Regions from separate parts of the Sus scrofa genome. Here region 1 is linked to region 2. The links are chromatin contacts, called in public Hi-C maps. All regions are on one chromosome and are shown on one strand. Each heading gives the region's core, a stretch centred on a gene start, on an enhancer-like site or on the middle of the called end of the contact. The rest is flanking DNA. Distances are from core to core; before and after follow the strand shown. Region 1 holds the start of SIX5 (homeobox protein SIX5). Region 2 holds the start of SNRPD2 (small nuclear ribonucleoprotein D2 polypeptide).

Region 1 (4,339 bases), core at 474-2,973, 57 kb after region 2:
CACGGCCCCCGCACCTTTCCCCAGCCCCAGTTTTGTGGACCACTTCAGGGGGTCATGAAACCTCCTCTCTGAGGCCACCCAGGGACCCCTGGGACGGAGCCTCTGCCAGCCTGGCATTGAAACCACTGCCTAGGGCTCAGGCTGGCCCTCCTCCCCCTGGCAGGGCCCCGGAGACTGAGCACCCAGGCTGCCTGAAATTCCCCGGGGTGGCCTGAAAGCAGCCAAGTGGCTTCGGCGAGAGCAAGGAGGTAGTGGCCGGCCCAGCTCCTGGTGCCCTCCCCCCGGGGCGCTGGAGGAGTGAGCGGCCGGCGCGCAGGGTGGGAGGGGAAGAGCTAGGGTTACAGGGAAACCGGAGCTGGGGAAGGTTCACGTTTCACAACAAAGACAGACGACCGACCACGCCGTTTGGGCCCTGAGGCGGGTGGGGGGCGGGAGGTGAGGCCGAGCAATGGTTAGGGAGCGCCTGGCAGCTTAGGGACCCGAACAGGCCCCTGTGCCCGGTAGGGTCGGCAAAGGCCCCTCCTCCTTTCCAGCAGCCGCGGGTTTTCTCGCTGCCTCCCCCGAGTCTAGCCGCGGACACAGATGGGATCTGGGACGGAGCCTAGAGCGGAGCAGAGGGAGGTGGTCTCCCAGCCTCCGCAGCAGGAGCACCGGTGTCGGAGCGAGGGCCGGGGCGCGTGCCCGTTGCATCTGCACAGATTCCCCGCGCTGGGCGGGCGCCTGAGGGTGTGTGCGGGGAGTGTCTGAGGAGTTCAGACAGCGGGCAAAGGGGAAGGGGACTGGTGGATGCCACGTCCCCAGGAAAGGAGGACTGGCGCGGACCGGGTCCCCTCACCTCTTGCCCGGCGCGCCGCCGCCGCCCCCGGTCCGGTCGCGCTGGCGTCGGTTCTTGAACCAGTTGCTGACCTGCGTGAGCGAGAGGCCGGTGAGCGTGGCCAGGCGGCGCTTCTCGTCCGGCGTGGGGTAGCGGTTGCCGCGGTAGCAGGCCTTGAGCGCGGCGCGGGAGCGCTCCTTGAAGCAGTAGACGGTCTCCTCGCCGTCCCAGATGGTCTTGGGCAGCGGGAATTTCTTGCGCAGACGGTACTTGTCCACCGCGCCCAGCGCGCGGCCGCGGGCCCGCTCGGCCTCGTGGTAGCGCGCGCGCAGGTAGAGGTCCTGCAGGAAGGCGTGGTGGGCGGCGGGGAAGGGGCGGCTCTCGAGCAGCCGGTAGAGCTCAGCGTACTCGCCCCGCTGGAAGGCCACAAGGGCCCGAGCGCGCAGCACCGGATCGCTGCCACGTAGGCGCTCCGCCGGGGGCAGTGCGCCCAGGAAGCGGCTCAAGCGGCCGGCGTGGCCCGCCTGTAGCAGCGCCTCGCACACGCACGCCACCTGCTCCGGCGAGAAGCGGAGGCCTGTGGGCGGCTCGGCAGCGGCCTCGCGGGGAGACCCGGGGACGCCCGGGGATCCAGGGTCCTCCGCTTTCACCGTCGCTTCGCCCGCCCCGGCCCCGGCCGCCGCCGCCGCCTCACCCTCGGCCGCCTGCAAAGTCTGCAGGAGCTGGCGCGCTTCCTCCTCCTCCTCTTCGGCCGCCGCCGCCGCCGCCACCGCCTCCCCCCCAGCCGCCGGCCCCGCGCTCGGCTCCGAAGGCAAGGTAGCCATGTTTTGCAACTTTGGGAAGTTCCTCCCTCCTTCTCCTCCTCCCTCGGGCTTTCCCCAGCCCCCTCCCCCGTCCGTCCCCTCTCCCCGCACCCCCCTTCGCGCTTCCCGATCTTCTCCCGCCGACCTCGCGTCTCCCCCCCGCCACCGATGCCAGGTCCAGCTCCTACTAGGGTCTCTGTCCCTGTGACTGTGTGTGTGCCCGTCCCCCTTCCCGACTGTCCGTGATTCTCCCTTTGTTTTCCCTCCGCCTCCCGCCGCGCTATTTGCCTCCCCCCGCGTGTGCCTCTGGCTCAGGGCCTCAGTTTCCCCATCGGGACAACGGAGAAGGTAACGGGCCGTCCGGGAGGGCTAAGGGCGCGAAGCCACCTCCGCCCTGAGACTGAGCTTCTGCATGCCTCCGTCTCCAGGGTCCTCAGAAGGCCCCCCTTACTCCCCATCTCGGCCAACGCTCCGCCCCTCGGAATTCCCGGCTCCGCAGGGGGGCGGGTCTGGCTGGGAGAAGGGGCGGGGAAAACGGGCTAGAAAGTTTGCAGCAACTTTTCTTGAGCTTAGGTCCCTGGAACGGATGCGCGTGGCCCGCGCAGGCGCAGTGGCAGGAGGATGGCCGCACGCGCCGCCCGCCCAGCCCCCTTCTTCGCGGCGGTCTAGTGGCACAGCTGGGCCACAGCTGGACAAGGGGCGGTGCCGTCGAGTGGCCCGCTCGTCTTCTTCTATTGGCCGGAGGTCGAAGCCACACCCTCATCCCTACCCCCACCCCTGATTCGTCCGCTTCGTCTCCCGCTAGCTTCCTGCCAGGCCATTGGCCGCCTCCACTCGCCTGGCCGGATTGGCCCACTGAGTAGCCTCCTGCCCTCCTTGCAAACAGAGCCGGCACGAAGTTCGAGCATTCTGGGCAGACGAAAGGGCCTTTTATTTGCGAGGATCGGGGGTGGGGTCCTAGGTGGGGAAAGACAATAAATACCGAGGAATGTCGGGGTCTCAGTGCATCCAAAACGTGGATTAGGGTGCCGGGATCCTGGAGCCTGTCAGCGGGTTGGAGGACAGGTCAATAAATACCCACACTGCTGAGGCGGGCGGAGCCGGCTGTGGCTCCGAGAGCAACGCACGTGAGGAGGAAGGCACGAAAGTCCCCGAAAAAGCGGGGCTGTCAAAAGCAAAAGGTTCTCCAGAGAGCAGGCGGAGCTCGCGCTAGACGTTCGCCGCGTAGAGAGCTTTCCTGGGAGGGCAGGGCCTCATGCACACAGAGGATTTGTGGTTTGCGAGCCGATGTGGGTGGGGGTGCCTGGAAGGTGAAAAATAGTTGCTTGAACCCTGGCCCTGCTGCCTTCTCTAGGTCGCAGTTTGCCCACCCCCGTCGGGGGGCCTCAGCCAGGCCGGAGGAAGAGAGAGGTCCGCGATCCCCTCAGCAGCAGCAGCTTTCCAGGCTACAAGTCTCGCTTGAGCCGCGGCCCCCACTCCTCCCTCCCCGGCCGCCAGGGGGCGGGCCCGGATCACAGGGCTAGAGCTGGGGCGGAGACCCACGCTCGGAGTGCTGTGAACCGGAGGCGGTGGGAGTGGCTTCTGGGCGGTACCCGGGTCACCCAACTCTCCAGCAGAGCCCGAGCGGAGGACGGGCTCGGGTTCTACGGTTCAGGCGGCGAAGGTGGCTCCCGGGCGGGGTCAGACTGCGGCGAGATGGCCGGCGCAGGCCACCAACCCAGTGCAGCCCAGGGCGGCGGCACCAGCCAGAGCAGCGGCGAACAGGAGCAAGGAACGCGCCTCCCGTAGGCCAGGCCTAGGGACCTGCGGGGAGAGGGCGGGATCAGCACCGCGATACGGGACTCTGATTGGCTCCTGGGACTTGCCCCGCCCATGCTCGTAAGAGGGGCCGAAACCCTCCCTGCCCCCTGCCCTTCCTCCCAGTGCGGGCAGCTGTGGTTGGTCGGCTCGCAAGCCTAAGTCTTGTCCGAACTCATCATTGGCTGCTTGGTAAAGACCTGCTTTGATTGGCTGCCCGAGCCTTCCCGCCCCCCAGACCCCGACGCCCCGCGGCAGGCCCGGCCCCGCAGAGGCTTAGCTAAGCACAAGCGGCTTGGGTTATGTGGAGCTAGGCTGGGGCGCGGCGAGCGGGCGGGCGTGAGCAGCCGGACGTACCCTGGCAGGGAGCAGCAGGTGGCGGCGGTGCATGGGGCCTGGCCCCACCAGCGGGCACTGGCCCAGAGCCACGGCCGGGGGGCCATCTAGCTGGAGAGAGAAGGGACAGGTGACCCGATCCGAGCTCAGCTCGGCTCGGCCGCCCTCAGCGGGGGTCGAGAGACAGCGAGGGGAGTGGAGGTCGGGGAGGGCTTCTCGGGAGATCCCGGCTGGGATTTGGAGAGAGGCCTGAACCAGGGATATCTGGTAGATGTGGGGCTGAAAGGAGGGTGTCTGCCGACTGGAACCTCAAAAAGGAAGGAGTGAGCCCTAAATCCAGGCGGGGGTACAGGGAGATGGGGACAGGGTCTGCACAGGGGACAGCAGGCTTGACGCAGGGGAAAAAGAGGGGTCTTACATGGGAAGGTGGATCCATGGCCCGGGGACTGGGGACCCCCGTGACAGCTGGAAGGAGAAGAGAGAGGCATAGGGCGCGTGGAGGGGCGGTGGCGCGGCGTGCCCCAGCCTGGGCCCCTCGCCTCCCCCAGGTGTCCACACGCGCCGCGGGCCCACCTCCTCCCGACGCCCT
Region 2 (4,053 bases), core at 1,226-3,725:
CCCACCGAGGACAGCAGCACTCCCTCTCCACACTCCAAACTCTCAGCTGGCTCTACTCTTCTGCACAGACTTTGCCATCACTTGTCTTCCTGACACATTATGTGTTTGCTGTAGACTCCCCTGAGTACAGGAGGCATGTATGATTCAGTCACCATGGCATCTCTGGAGCCTAAGACAGTACCCCACAAGGGCAGAGGCCACTGTGCACGAACTGAGAAAACTGATGAGGAAGACCGTGTGCCGGGGGCGCTACTCCTAAGGACTGACTGTGCTTCACATATATTAAGTGACTGAATCTTTGCAACCATCAAGATTACGGCCATTGTAGGGAAGAGATATATGGTCCCTTGCTGAATGTCACACGGCTGCTAAGAGGCAGAGCCAGGACATCATTCCAGGACTGGCCCCCAAGTCCATGGCTGAACTTTACAGCTGGAGGAACAACAGAGACCGTCACAACAGGCACTCTTTTTTTTAAGCCCACACCGGAAGCATATGGAGGTTCCCAGGCTAGGGTTCAAATCGGAGCTACCGCTGCCGGCCTACACCACAACCACAGACATGGGATCTGAGCCACACCTGCGACCTACACCACAGCTCACTGCAATGCCGGATCCTTAACCCACTGAGGAAGGCCAAGGATCGAACCTGTGTCCTCATGGATACTGGTTGGGTTCGTTAACCACTGAGACATGACAGGAACCCCACCTTCAGACGCTTATGCCCCAGGCTTCTAAGAAACCTAGAATCCAGGCTCCTCAGACTAGAGCTGGGACTGCTTCTCCAGGCCAGGACAGACCACCTCCCCAGACCCAGGTGCTCACCTGTCAAAGGCCTTCACGCGGCCCAGGAGCTTCTTGTTGTTGCGGCAGTTGATGAGCACTTGGGTGTTGTTCTTGACCGACTGTGTGAGCACGGACAGCGGCCCCGTGTTAAACTCCTCCTCCTCCCGCTTCTGCAGCTCCTCTGGCGTCATCTCACTCTTGGGCTTGTTGAGGAGGCTCCTGAGTGGGCAAGTATGGAACTCATAGGTGACAGGGCCTGGAGCCAGAGCCTGGGTGGTCATGCCCTCTCGCTCACTGTCTCCCCAACACACCCACCCTCCGGCTCAGTCCTCTCTCTTAGCATCACCACACAGCTGCCTAATAGACAGTTCCAAGCTTGCACGTCCTAGGCTGAACACCAGGCCCCGCGGTACCCCCAAACTTAATCTACCTACAGCTGCCTTCGTCTCCATCCATGGCAACTCCATCTTGCTATGTCTTTGAGCAAAACCTCTAACGTCAACTTGACTCTTCTTACTCTCACATCCTACATTCAATCTGCTGGCAAATCCCATCATCCCTGCCTCTCAAATATATCGGAATCTGACCACTTCTCACCATGGCTTAACCTCCATCGACTCTCTCCTAGAGCCGTAATGGTCTCCCTACCTCCACCCATGCTCTCCAAGTTTGCTCTTCACAGAGCAGTCTCTGGTTGGTGCCAAGGTCCAAGTCATATCATCTCACTCTGCGAAACTCTCTTGAGGCTCCTATCTCAATGTAGAAAGTAAAAACCCTTTATCCGCTGCCTTCTCTCACTCCGTTCCATCCAGAGGGGTGTCTTGGAAGATTTTCAGCAACTTTCTTCTTAGGCTTCTGCATTTGCTTTTCCCCCTTTACCTGGATACGTCCCTAAATATCTTTGTGCGCTCACTTTCTCCAGCTTTCTGCTCCAGTTGCTCCCTTCTTCATGTGTCCTGTCTCTCAAAACTGGCATTCCACATTGTTTTACCCTGCTCTACTGTTTCTTCATTCATAGCCCCGGTCACCTAACACACCATATATTTTACCTTTACATTTATTGCCTGGCTCAACCCAACCCATAAAATGCAAAATGGAATTTTTTCCCTTGGGGGAGTGGGGTAATTCACTAACATATTCTGTGTCTAAAGAAGCCTGACATATGAACACTCAATAAATAATTGTTGCATGAATACGTAAGTAAAATCCTTCCGATAACTCGAGACCCATGATAACGACGAATAAGGTCAAAAGGCTAACCGTCTCCAGCTCAAATTACCCTGATAAGATCCTCACTTCAAATCGTTCTTCCCCACATGTCCGTACTCCCCTCTCCCAGGTTCCATTTTCGTACATCGCTTCCCCTTAACATTCGCTTCAGTAAGACTAATTATTTGGGAAAGCCCAGCCCGTTATCTGATAAAGCTGCTCCTGCTCCTAAAGTCAGGATCCGAAAAAGGCCCCACATCTGTTCTCAAACTCATCGGTAACGTACGCCACTTTACCCCGAAAATGTTTGCTTCCGCCCCAGGCTCTGCCCACCCCCTTCCACCGGCAAGTGGCCAGATTTACACCCTCAACCCACTCCTGCCACCTAAGCCTAGCCCGGCCTCACATGGCGGTGGCAGTAGTTGTCGCGACCGCGCACTCCAGTCACCACCGTCTCCGCGTTGCTTCTTCGCCCTCTGAAAGGAGCGAGAAGGGCGGGACTTCCGCTTCCTGAGGCCCACTTCCGTGGGCGCTTGCGCAAACACAGCTAGTGGGTGGGGCGTGGCCTGTTGCCATAGCGATCTCTGCTCGCCACAGGCGGCTGTAGGGTAAAACTCTTACGTACTACTTTGAGGCCATTCAGGACTGTACCGGGCAGATATTGACGATGGAGAGGAAGAGAAAGCAGGACTTATTCAAACCATTTCGTTGTAGAACCGCACAGGTTGAAGGAGGGAAAGGACAAGCCATTTCCAAATGCCCGCCGGCCCTGCCTTCGGGGGCGCGGCATCCACGAAGCCAATCGGCTCCTCGCTTCAGGGATGGATACCTCCTCTTCTACTTAGGGGACCGTCCGTTTATGTGTTTGTTAATCCTTTGGACTTGGAATAACCAATCCTTTGCTTACATCCGGGAGGGGCGTGGACCCGCGCCCAGGAGGTCGGCTGTTTTCTAGGATCAAATGCTTCTCATTGGCTTCCCCTCTTCCGCTGAGGCGGTGCCTACCTCTTTCGCGCTCCCTTTTGGGTTGTGCAACCCTCAGGGGAACCAACCCTTAAGCTTCAGGGAGACAGGGAGGCGTGTCCTCAGTACGAAAGTCCCCATTGGCTTTACTGCTTGCTGAAGGGTGGGTTGGTGCAGCCGCTCTTGTTGCTTATTGGTCCGGTGATTCCATGGGGTGGGACTTGGCTGGCCTAAACTCCATCCGCAGTCCCCGACCGGTTTCAGGGCGAAGCTGCCATGCGTTCAGGGGGCCGCGGGCGGCCCCGGCTACGGCTTGGGGAACGCGGCCTTTTGGAGCCACCCTCACCGCCCAAGCGCCGCCTGCTACCGCGGGCGCAGCTGTTGCCCCTGCTGTTGCTGGCGCTGGCGGTGGCCTCGGTGTTCTATACCATTTGGAGCGGCTGGCACCGCCAGACTGAGGAGCTGCCTCTGGGCCGGGAGATGCGGGTGAGGCCGGACGGGGACAGGGGAGCCCTTATTCCCCGCCTCCCCCTCCTCAAAGTCTCAGGTTGACGTGGCTTTATCGTTATCGTGGGGCCCTAGCCGCAGGTGCCGCGATCTTCGTCGTTAGAGCGCATGCCCCTTTCCAATGCAATGAGGCTTCGGGCTTTTTCTATAATAGCGGTTGCACCGTAAGAGGAAGGGTCTGGAGTAGTAAGCCTGGGAGTTCTGGGTTCTAATCCTAAAGTCAGCTGTTTGGAAGTCTCTTCCTCTCGTTGGGCTTCGATTTCTCCCATCAGGATTGCGGTGGGCTATACCGGATGGGCTTGGGTAGACTTTCCCGAGTCTAGGATTTATCCTAGAAACCTCTGATGCTGGAATCTGCCATTAGGAAGAGGAGCCGGGGCTTTTTAGGGATGACAGCCCCCGGGGTAGAGTTGAAATGAGGGTGCTTTTCACGCTCTGCTCTTCTCTTTCCCACCTCTTTCCCAAGGGTCCGGGGCTCGGAAGCCTCCCCGAAGCCGGGCTTCGGAGGGTGGTGGGGCGACTGGACCCGCACCGTCTCTGGCACACTTATCTGCGCCCCCTGCTGGTTGTGCGGACCCCGGGCAGTCCG

Evidence for each region. A called contact is a pair of places that touch in the nucleus more often than the background predicts.
Region 1: a contact with region 2 is called in a Hi-C map of skeletal muscle, with 4 times the contacts expected there. The contact joins the promoter of SIX5 here to the promoter of SNRPD2 in region 2. A contact is called at or near these places in 1 of 5 promoter capture datasets (liver), 9 of 47 Hi-C or Micro-C datasets (embryonic fibroblasts, epiblast stem cells, heart right ventricle and 3 more) and 1 of 2 datasets of contacts at active chromatin or transcription factors (skeletal muscle).

The regions. Positions count from the first base shown.
Region 1 is chr6:52,097,735-52,102,073 of Sscrofa11.1, forward strand. It overlaps SIX5 (homeobox protein SIX5), which reads right to left and starts at 1,724. Exons shown (of 3, transcript XM_021094581.1): 1 at 836-1,724. The coding sequence starts at 1,638. It overlaps DMPK (myotonin-protein kinase), which reads right to left. Exons shown (of 14, transcript XR_002344695.1): 13 at 3,772-4,215; 14 at 2,525-3,420. It overlaps LOC110261013 (a long non-coding RNA gene), which reads left to right and starts at 836. Exons shown (of 2, transcript XR_002344697.1): 1 at 836-1,630; 2 at 1,933-2,613.
Region 2 is chr6:52,039,999-52,044,051 of Sscrofa11.1, forward strand. SNRPD2 (small nuclear ribonucleoprotein D2 polypeptide) reads right to left here and starts at 2,476. Exons shown (of 3, transcript NM_001243653.2): 1 at 2,401-2,476; 2 at 825-1,004. The coding sequence starts at 2,402. QPCTL (glutaminyl-peptide cyclotransferase like) reads left to right here and starts at 3,204. Exons shown (of 7, transcript NM_001243636.1): 1 at 3,204-3,443; 2 at 3,931-4,053. The coding sequence starts at 3,234.